Linked DNA regions of Canis lupus: region 1 is linked to region 2. Evidence: chromatin contacts called from public Hi-C data. All regions are on one chromosome and are shown on one strand. Each heading gives the region's core, a stretch centred on a gene start, on an enhancer-like site or on the middle of the called end of the contact. The rest is flanking DNA. Distances are from core to core; before and after follow the strand shown.

Evidence for each region. A called contact is a pair of places that touch in the nucleus more often than the background predicts.
Region 1: a contact with region 2 is called in a Hi-C map of skin fibroblasts, with 2.2 times the contacts expected there. The contact joins two enhancer-like sites. A contact is called at or near these places in 4 of 9 Hi-C or Micro-C datasets (amygdala, blood, liver and 1 more).

Annotation. Positions count from the first base shown.
Region 1 is chr34:429,677-432,970 of UU_Cfam_GSD_1.0, reverse strand. All of the region lies in intron 8 of LOC100687594, which reads right to left. Among named protein-coding and RNA genes, the nearest start is that of OTULINL, 37 kb to the right of the region's middle. Within about 2 kb of position 1,885, at least 2 of the 20 cell types and tissues checked have an H3K27ac peak or open chromatin away from gene starts, as enhancers often do.
Region 2 is chr34:338,619-342,041 of UU_Cfam_GSD_1.0, reverse strand. No RefSeq gene overlaps it. Among named protein-coding and RNA genes, the nearest start is that of OTULIN, 15 kb to the right of the region's middle. Within about 2 kb of position 1,616, at least 2 of the 20 cell types and tissues checked have an H3K27ac peak or open chromatin away from gene starts, as enhancers often do.

The sequences.
Region 1 (3,294 bases), core at 636-3,135, 91 kb before region 2:
GCTCAGGTCATGATCACAGGGTCATGGGATTGAGCCCCACATCAGGCTCTGTGCTCAGGGGGGAATCTGCTTAAGATTCTCTCCCTCTCCCTCTGCCCCTCCTCCTGCTTGCACATGGTCTCTCTCAAATAAATAAATCTGTTTTAAAAATGTCTCCTTGTAAGATGTTTTTCTCTTACTTTCAAGATTTTTTCTTTGCTTTAGTTTTCAGAAGTTTGACTAAGAATGTCTTCGCATTGCATTTATTTGTGTTTATTCTGTCTGAGACTCACTCAGTTTCTTAAATCTGTATGTTTAGGTCCCTTGCCAAATTTGTTTCCAGTCATTTTATCAGGTAGTTTTAGAGGCCTTCTTTTTCCTTCTTCAAAGACATTAGTGACATTTTTGTTCTGGTTCCCTAAGTTTTTGAGGGAACTCATCCTATCACACGCAGGATATTGACACTGATACAGTCAGGGTGCGGGGTGTCCCATCGCCGCCGTTTCCTCATCACAGAATCCCCAGCAGACCCTGACCCTGGCCCTAAGCTACTTTCTTTATGCAGAGATTGGGCCACTCCTGTTCTGTATGCACAGACACACAGTCTTTCCTCTGTCCACTCCAGCTGCTGGAACACATACACTGAGTTTGTTTCAGTTGCAGATTTCTGAGTTCTAAAATTTTATTTGGTTTTTCTTTATATCTTCTATTTGTTTGCTGAGGTGTTTGATCTCATAGAAATGATTTCAAGGATGTTTACAATTATTCTTCAAAGGGTTTTTATCATTGCTGCTTTAAATTTTGTCAGATAATTCTAACATCCCTGTCGTCCATCTTATTGCTGATTTCTATTGCTTATTCTTTTCTCATGCCAGCTGAGATTTTCCTGGTTGGTATGATGAATGACTTTCATCTGAAATGGGGGCGTTTTAGGCATGAGGTTATAACACTCTGGATCTCACTGAAGCCTTCTGATCTAGCTAGCTTCCGCTGCCATCATCCCAGCAGAGGAAGAAGGCTGGGTGCTGGGCTGCCTCATTAATGGAGGTAAGGAGTCTGAATTCCACTGGCTTCCCCAGATGCTACAAGGATGATAAAAGTCCTGACTCTGCATGAGGCCTCCTCAGACACCCCCAGCGGGGAAGGGCAGGGACCTTGTTATCGCTCGGTAGGGGTGGAGTGGAAGTGTGGGCTCCCCACATAATCCTTGCTGCTAGCCGAAGGAGTAGGGCTTCTTGTTAGCACCCAGCAGTGACAAAAGTCTAGGCTCCCCCGCCCCGTCAGTCTTCGTTGGGGTAGGGCCGGGGTGGAGGCCCCGGTGTTTTCTACCTTATCTGGCTAGAGGAGAGAAGCTACTGTCCACAAAAGTTTTCCATCTTCAGAGCTGACTTTTTGTCTATGGAGAGCAGGGTCTTGTCCAGACTTCCACTGTTTGCATCTGTTGACATTTCCAGGTTGCTGGCTGCTTCAGCGCTAAGACTGGGATGTATGAGGCAAAAAGAAATCCCAGAGAACCCACCACCTGTGCTTCCTCAGCCCGAGGCCCCAGCAGGGCTGTTTCATCCGCCTCTTGCGGCCTTCTCAGGTTCTTGCGCACGGCCTCTGGGGGGCTCTGTTGGACTTGGTTGGGAGACCAGAGCAAAGGTCTCTACACCATTGCCTCCCAGCAGCGGAAGTGGAGTGTCCATGCTTCTCTCCTTATTTGTCAGTGTTGGGATTATGTGACACTGGTCTCCTGAGCAGATACAACTGCTTTATCTTATTTTCAGAGGTGACTGATGTTACCAGCTTTCCAAGGAAGAACTGCACAACCACCGACTGTCGGCACGTTTCACAGCCTAGTCCGACTTGTTTCTGGTTCAGGTCTTACTTAACTACCAACAAGAGCCTCCTGCTCCTGGTCCAGAATATCCAGGGGAGGAGATGTGACAAGAGGTGCAGGGGACTGGTGGGCTTTGGGGAGAGAGCACTGAGGTGGGCAGAGCTCTGCAGGGGCCCAGGGGCAGAGCTCTGCAGGGGCATCAGGCCTGCAGGGGTGCGGCTGCTCCAGCCTCAGGCATCTGGGGGAGAGAAGGGACAAGAACTGACCCAAAGGTGGAGTGCAGCCAACTGCTCCATGTTGTGAGGAAACAGCAGAGAGCTATGTCCTGGGCCTTGGAAGGGGAGCAGGGTTTCCAGGCAGCGGCCTCGGATCACTCCCACAAGGGCAGGCAGGCCAAGAGGAGGGTGCGATTCTGATGGAATTTGAAATGACCAAACATCTGCCTCCTCCAGTGTCTCTCCTTCCATTGGCCATTTCTTATTTACAATTCTATTCTTTAACCCATCCTGCCCCTGCCTGGGCCCTCTGCACCCCCACACTGACACCCCATCTTGTTGTGACTGCTTCTGTATCCTCTAATGTCGAGTTAGGTATCCTTTGGGGACAAGCCTTCCTGACACCGAGGAATGGCCTCTTCTCAATCTCTTAGGCCCTGTTCTTTCCCACATTGCACTTCCCTGCCTGAACTGATAAGCTTTGTTTCTTTGTTTCACTCCAGATGGTCAGCTCTGTGAGGGCAAGGAGCTGACCTGTCTCCATCACTGTTTCCGAATGCTCGGTCTATTTGCAGTAAGTAATCCCCTCTCATAATGCCAAGGCGTGTCCTACAAACCCTTCTGGGACAACCTCTGCTTCCTGTGGGGCTTGTACCTGACAGACTGGAAGGGTGAAAAACCAAGGAACAGCCTTTAGAAGTCCAGGGTTCAAGATTTATGAGTTCTCTGAAGGTTTTTTTTCTTTAATCCATGTCCTTAAAGCCCATGCAAAGGATTCTGCATTTTTATTGTGAAGTGTGGACACCGTGTGTTTGCCAGCCCTGGTCAGTTGCAGTGTTGTACACTCCAAACTGCTCAATGAGTCGATGCAGGAAGCCTGTACAGATGGTCAGTGTTCATTTCTTTCTTTCTTTTTTTAAAAAATATTTCATGAGAGATACAGAGAAAGAGAAGCAGAGACATAAGTAGGCTCCATGCAGGAAGCCTGACGCGGGACTTGATCCTGGGACTCCAGGATCATGCCCTGGGCTGAAGGCAGGTGCTAAACCACTGAGCCACCCAAGGATCCTCTGTTCATTTCTTTCTAACAATCCGGTAGGCTCTACAGGCCCCAACCAAGTTTTATCCAGATCAGGGTCATCCAAAAGAGCTTTCTGCCATGATGGAAAATGTTCTGTATCTGTACTGTCCAGGATAGTAGCCACTAACCATGCATGGCTACTGAGCACTTGAAATGTGGCTAATGCAACTAAGGAGGTGAATTTTACTTTTGTTTAA
Region 2 (3,423 bases), core at 367-2,866:
CCTTAAAACAGCAAGAGACAAGAGATCCCTAATTTATATGGGGAGAAGTATTAGATTAACAGCAGACCTCTCCACAGAGACCTAGCAGGCCAGAAAGGGCTGGCAGGATATATTCAGGGTCCTAAATGAGAAGAACATGCAGCCAAGAATACTCTATCAAGCAAGGCTCTCATCAGAATAGGAGAGATAAAGGCAGAAACGGAAGAATATGTGACCACTAAACCAGCTCTGCAAGAAATATTAAGGGGGATTTTTTTTCTTGAGCATGCAGTCTTCACACTTTTAAAAGACACCGTAGTAGGAACCTGAGTGGCTCAGTGGCTGAGCATCTGCCTTTGGCTTAGGTTATGATCCCAGGGTCCTAGAATCGAGGTCTGCATCCAGCTCCCTGCATGGAGCCTGCTTCTTCTTCTGCCTATGTCTCTGTTTCTCTCTCTCTCTGTATCTTTATGAATAAATAAATAAAATCTTAAAAATAAGTAAAAGGCACCACACAGGGATCCTTGGGTGGCGCAGCGGTTTGGCGCCTGCCTTTGGCCCAGGGCGCGATCCTGGAGACCCGGATTGAATCCCACGTTGGGCTCCCTGCATGGAGCCTGCTTCTCCCTCTGCCTGTGTCTCTGCCTCTCTCTCTCTGTGTGACTATCATGAATAAATAAATAAAATCTTAAAAAAAAAAAGGCACCACACAAAGAATAATTGAACACCAAAAAAAGGCTAAAATGTCAGAATAAAAGAAAATTGCTTAAATTTAATTACTTCAATTTACTGAGAAAATCCTTTTTATCCTTGTTTCTCATTCTCTCTTTTTTCTTCATGAATTAGTGAAATTTCATCACTTCTTGGAGTTGCAGGCCTGGATGTGGAAGTTCCTGATGTCGACATTAAAGATGGGGAAGACATGAAGGGAAGGAAAGACCCTACTTTGTCATTGGCTGAGAGAAAGAACTGGCAGAGAGAAGAGGTTGGAGGCATTGTGAAAGAGACCCTCAGTGGAAATCCTGGAGGAGTTGCAAGGACAAGGGAGGGAATGGTGTGAGACAGACATATCTGCCTCAGAAATTGGCTGGAAAGGAGGATGAGAAGGTGAAGTTGATGGTTAATTTAGTCGAGGGAAGGAGAGAAGCTGAGTGTGTCTGTTTTTGTTTGTTTGTTTGTTTGTTTTTTTAATTTGAGAGAGATTGGGGAGGGGACAGGGGAAGAAAGAATCCAACCAGACTCTCCACTGAGCATGGAGCCCAACACAGGTCTCGATCTCACGACCCTTGAGATCAGACCTGAGCAGAAATCAAGAGTCAGATGCTCAATTGACCGTGCCACCCAGGCACCTGGAGAGTCTTTCTTTCTTTTTTTTTTTAAAAGATTTTATTTATTTATTCATGAAAGACACAGAGAGAGAGGCAGAGACAGGCAGAGGGAGAAGCAGGCTGCCTGCAAGGAGCCTGAGGTGGGACTTGATCCTCGGTCTCCAGGATCACACCCTGGGCTGAAGGTGGCGCTAAACCACTGAGCCACCTGGGCTGCCCATAATGGAGTCTTTCTTGAATGACACTGGTTTTCTCTGTGAGTCACAGGCCAGCTCATTGCTAAACATGGGGAGGGTGTGGGGAGGAAAGGGATGCTTAGGGGCCACTGCAGGATTTGGGGAAGGAAGTGGACTGAGAACAAACAAGTGGCAGAACAGAACTGAGGCCCAGCTGAGTTTAGATGTTAACTAGTAATAGCGTGAAACCCATAGTACTTTTCTAACAGGGCTTCTTAGACCTGACATTTAGCAGACTAGGGATTGGGTGAGTGTAGGGAACTGACGTGTTTTGAAAGGCCATGTGGTATGATGGTTGAGGGCATGGGCTTTGAGGCTAGCTGACCTGGGTTAGAATCTTGACTCTGTTGTTTACTTTCCTGTTCTGTGAAACGGGCCGATAATACTCTTGTGGTGATGTTTTAATGTGGGTAATAATGGTTTTGCAGAGCTGAGTTAAGGACTTAAAGGACTTAATCTACTCTATGGATTTTCCTTCCAGGTCCCCAGCCCCAGATAGCTTTCATGGTTTTCTGCTTGGGTGAGTGTTGGGCTCTTGAAAAGCAACAAACCCAGCTCCTCTCCTGTCCTCACCCATTTTCTCTGAGGGCTGGTCCTGCTCAGGCTCCTCTTCATGGATGGTGGGTGAATAAGGTGCAGGTACACCCAGCTCTTTCCTATTGTCTTTTCAAGCTATGTTTTGGCATAATCTCTAAGTCCCACTTTCTTGGGGCTTTTGATTTTGCATCTCAGTTACCTATTTTAGAAGTAAACTACACTGCGCAGCCATTTGCACTCTAATAATCCTGGTCCACCCGTTCATCCACATGCCCTCTGGGTAGGTACCTCTGGATGCAGGGAAAGAGCACAGATATAAAAAGTGCTAAAGATAAAAGCATGAAAATATATTTCAAAAAAAATCTTGTTTCACCTGTTACCTCTCTTAATTCTATGAATAGATGTTCTCATCCCTTTAATATACCCAAGTCTGGTGCTCAGAGGGATTAATAATGTGCTCAGAGCTACACAGCTCTTTGTCAGTAGTAATTTAATTCTTTGTCTGTGCTCACTCCCCCAGGTGCTCTGCATTGCCTGGAAGAACCACAATGGTCCAGGTGGGGGACCCGGAGAAGTGGTGGGGGGCAGTTGTAGGAGTTGATGAGTGAGTAGCTTCTCACTGCAAACACAGAGGCAAGAAGAGAAAGGGGTTCTGTGGATAGAGAAAGGGAAACTGATAAACAGGAGAGGAGGAGGGGAATGAAGGAGCTGGAAGTCCCATTGACATTAATGAGCAGGGGGTGACTTCTGCCAGAGAGTGGAGTGTGAGGTTGACAAGTCTAATGGGCTTTACTTCCAGATGATGACAAGGTCTAGGGTGTAGCCATTGGACAAAGTTGCTGAAGAGAAGTTGGCCACCATCGGTGGGGCGGCCACTCTGAGCTGCGAGTTTTAGTCATTTTTCCAAGGGAATGTTGAAATGAAGGTATCTGACATTGAAGTCCTTCATAAATGTTTGAGAGTGATCTTGGAGTTGATGAAGAATCTGCAAGGGGTCAGAGGAGGAAAGACCCAGAGCTGATGCAAGGCAGGAGCCTCCCCAGAAAGAACTTTGGTTTTTAATTGTAGAGCGTGGCCATTCTCATACGGTCCTCCTAGCAGTCCCATGGGAGGCACACAGGGCAGGAAATAGACTTTCTCCCCGAAAACCAGCTGTTAAGCATCAGCACCGGGATTCAGATTGTATCCTGACCTGATCCATGCTAGCTGTAGTTTTCTGTGAGAACCTTGTTTCTCTACATACTAGTTATGGTAGGAGTTCAATCCCTTAGAAAGAAAACGTATAGACTCTACCTAGAAAACGAAGAACATTTCTCTATGTTTTTTTTTCATCCAATTCTTTG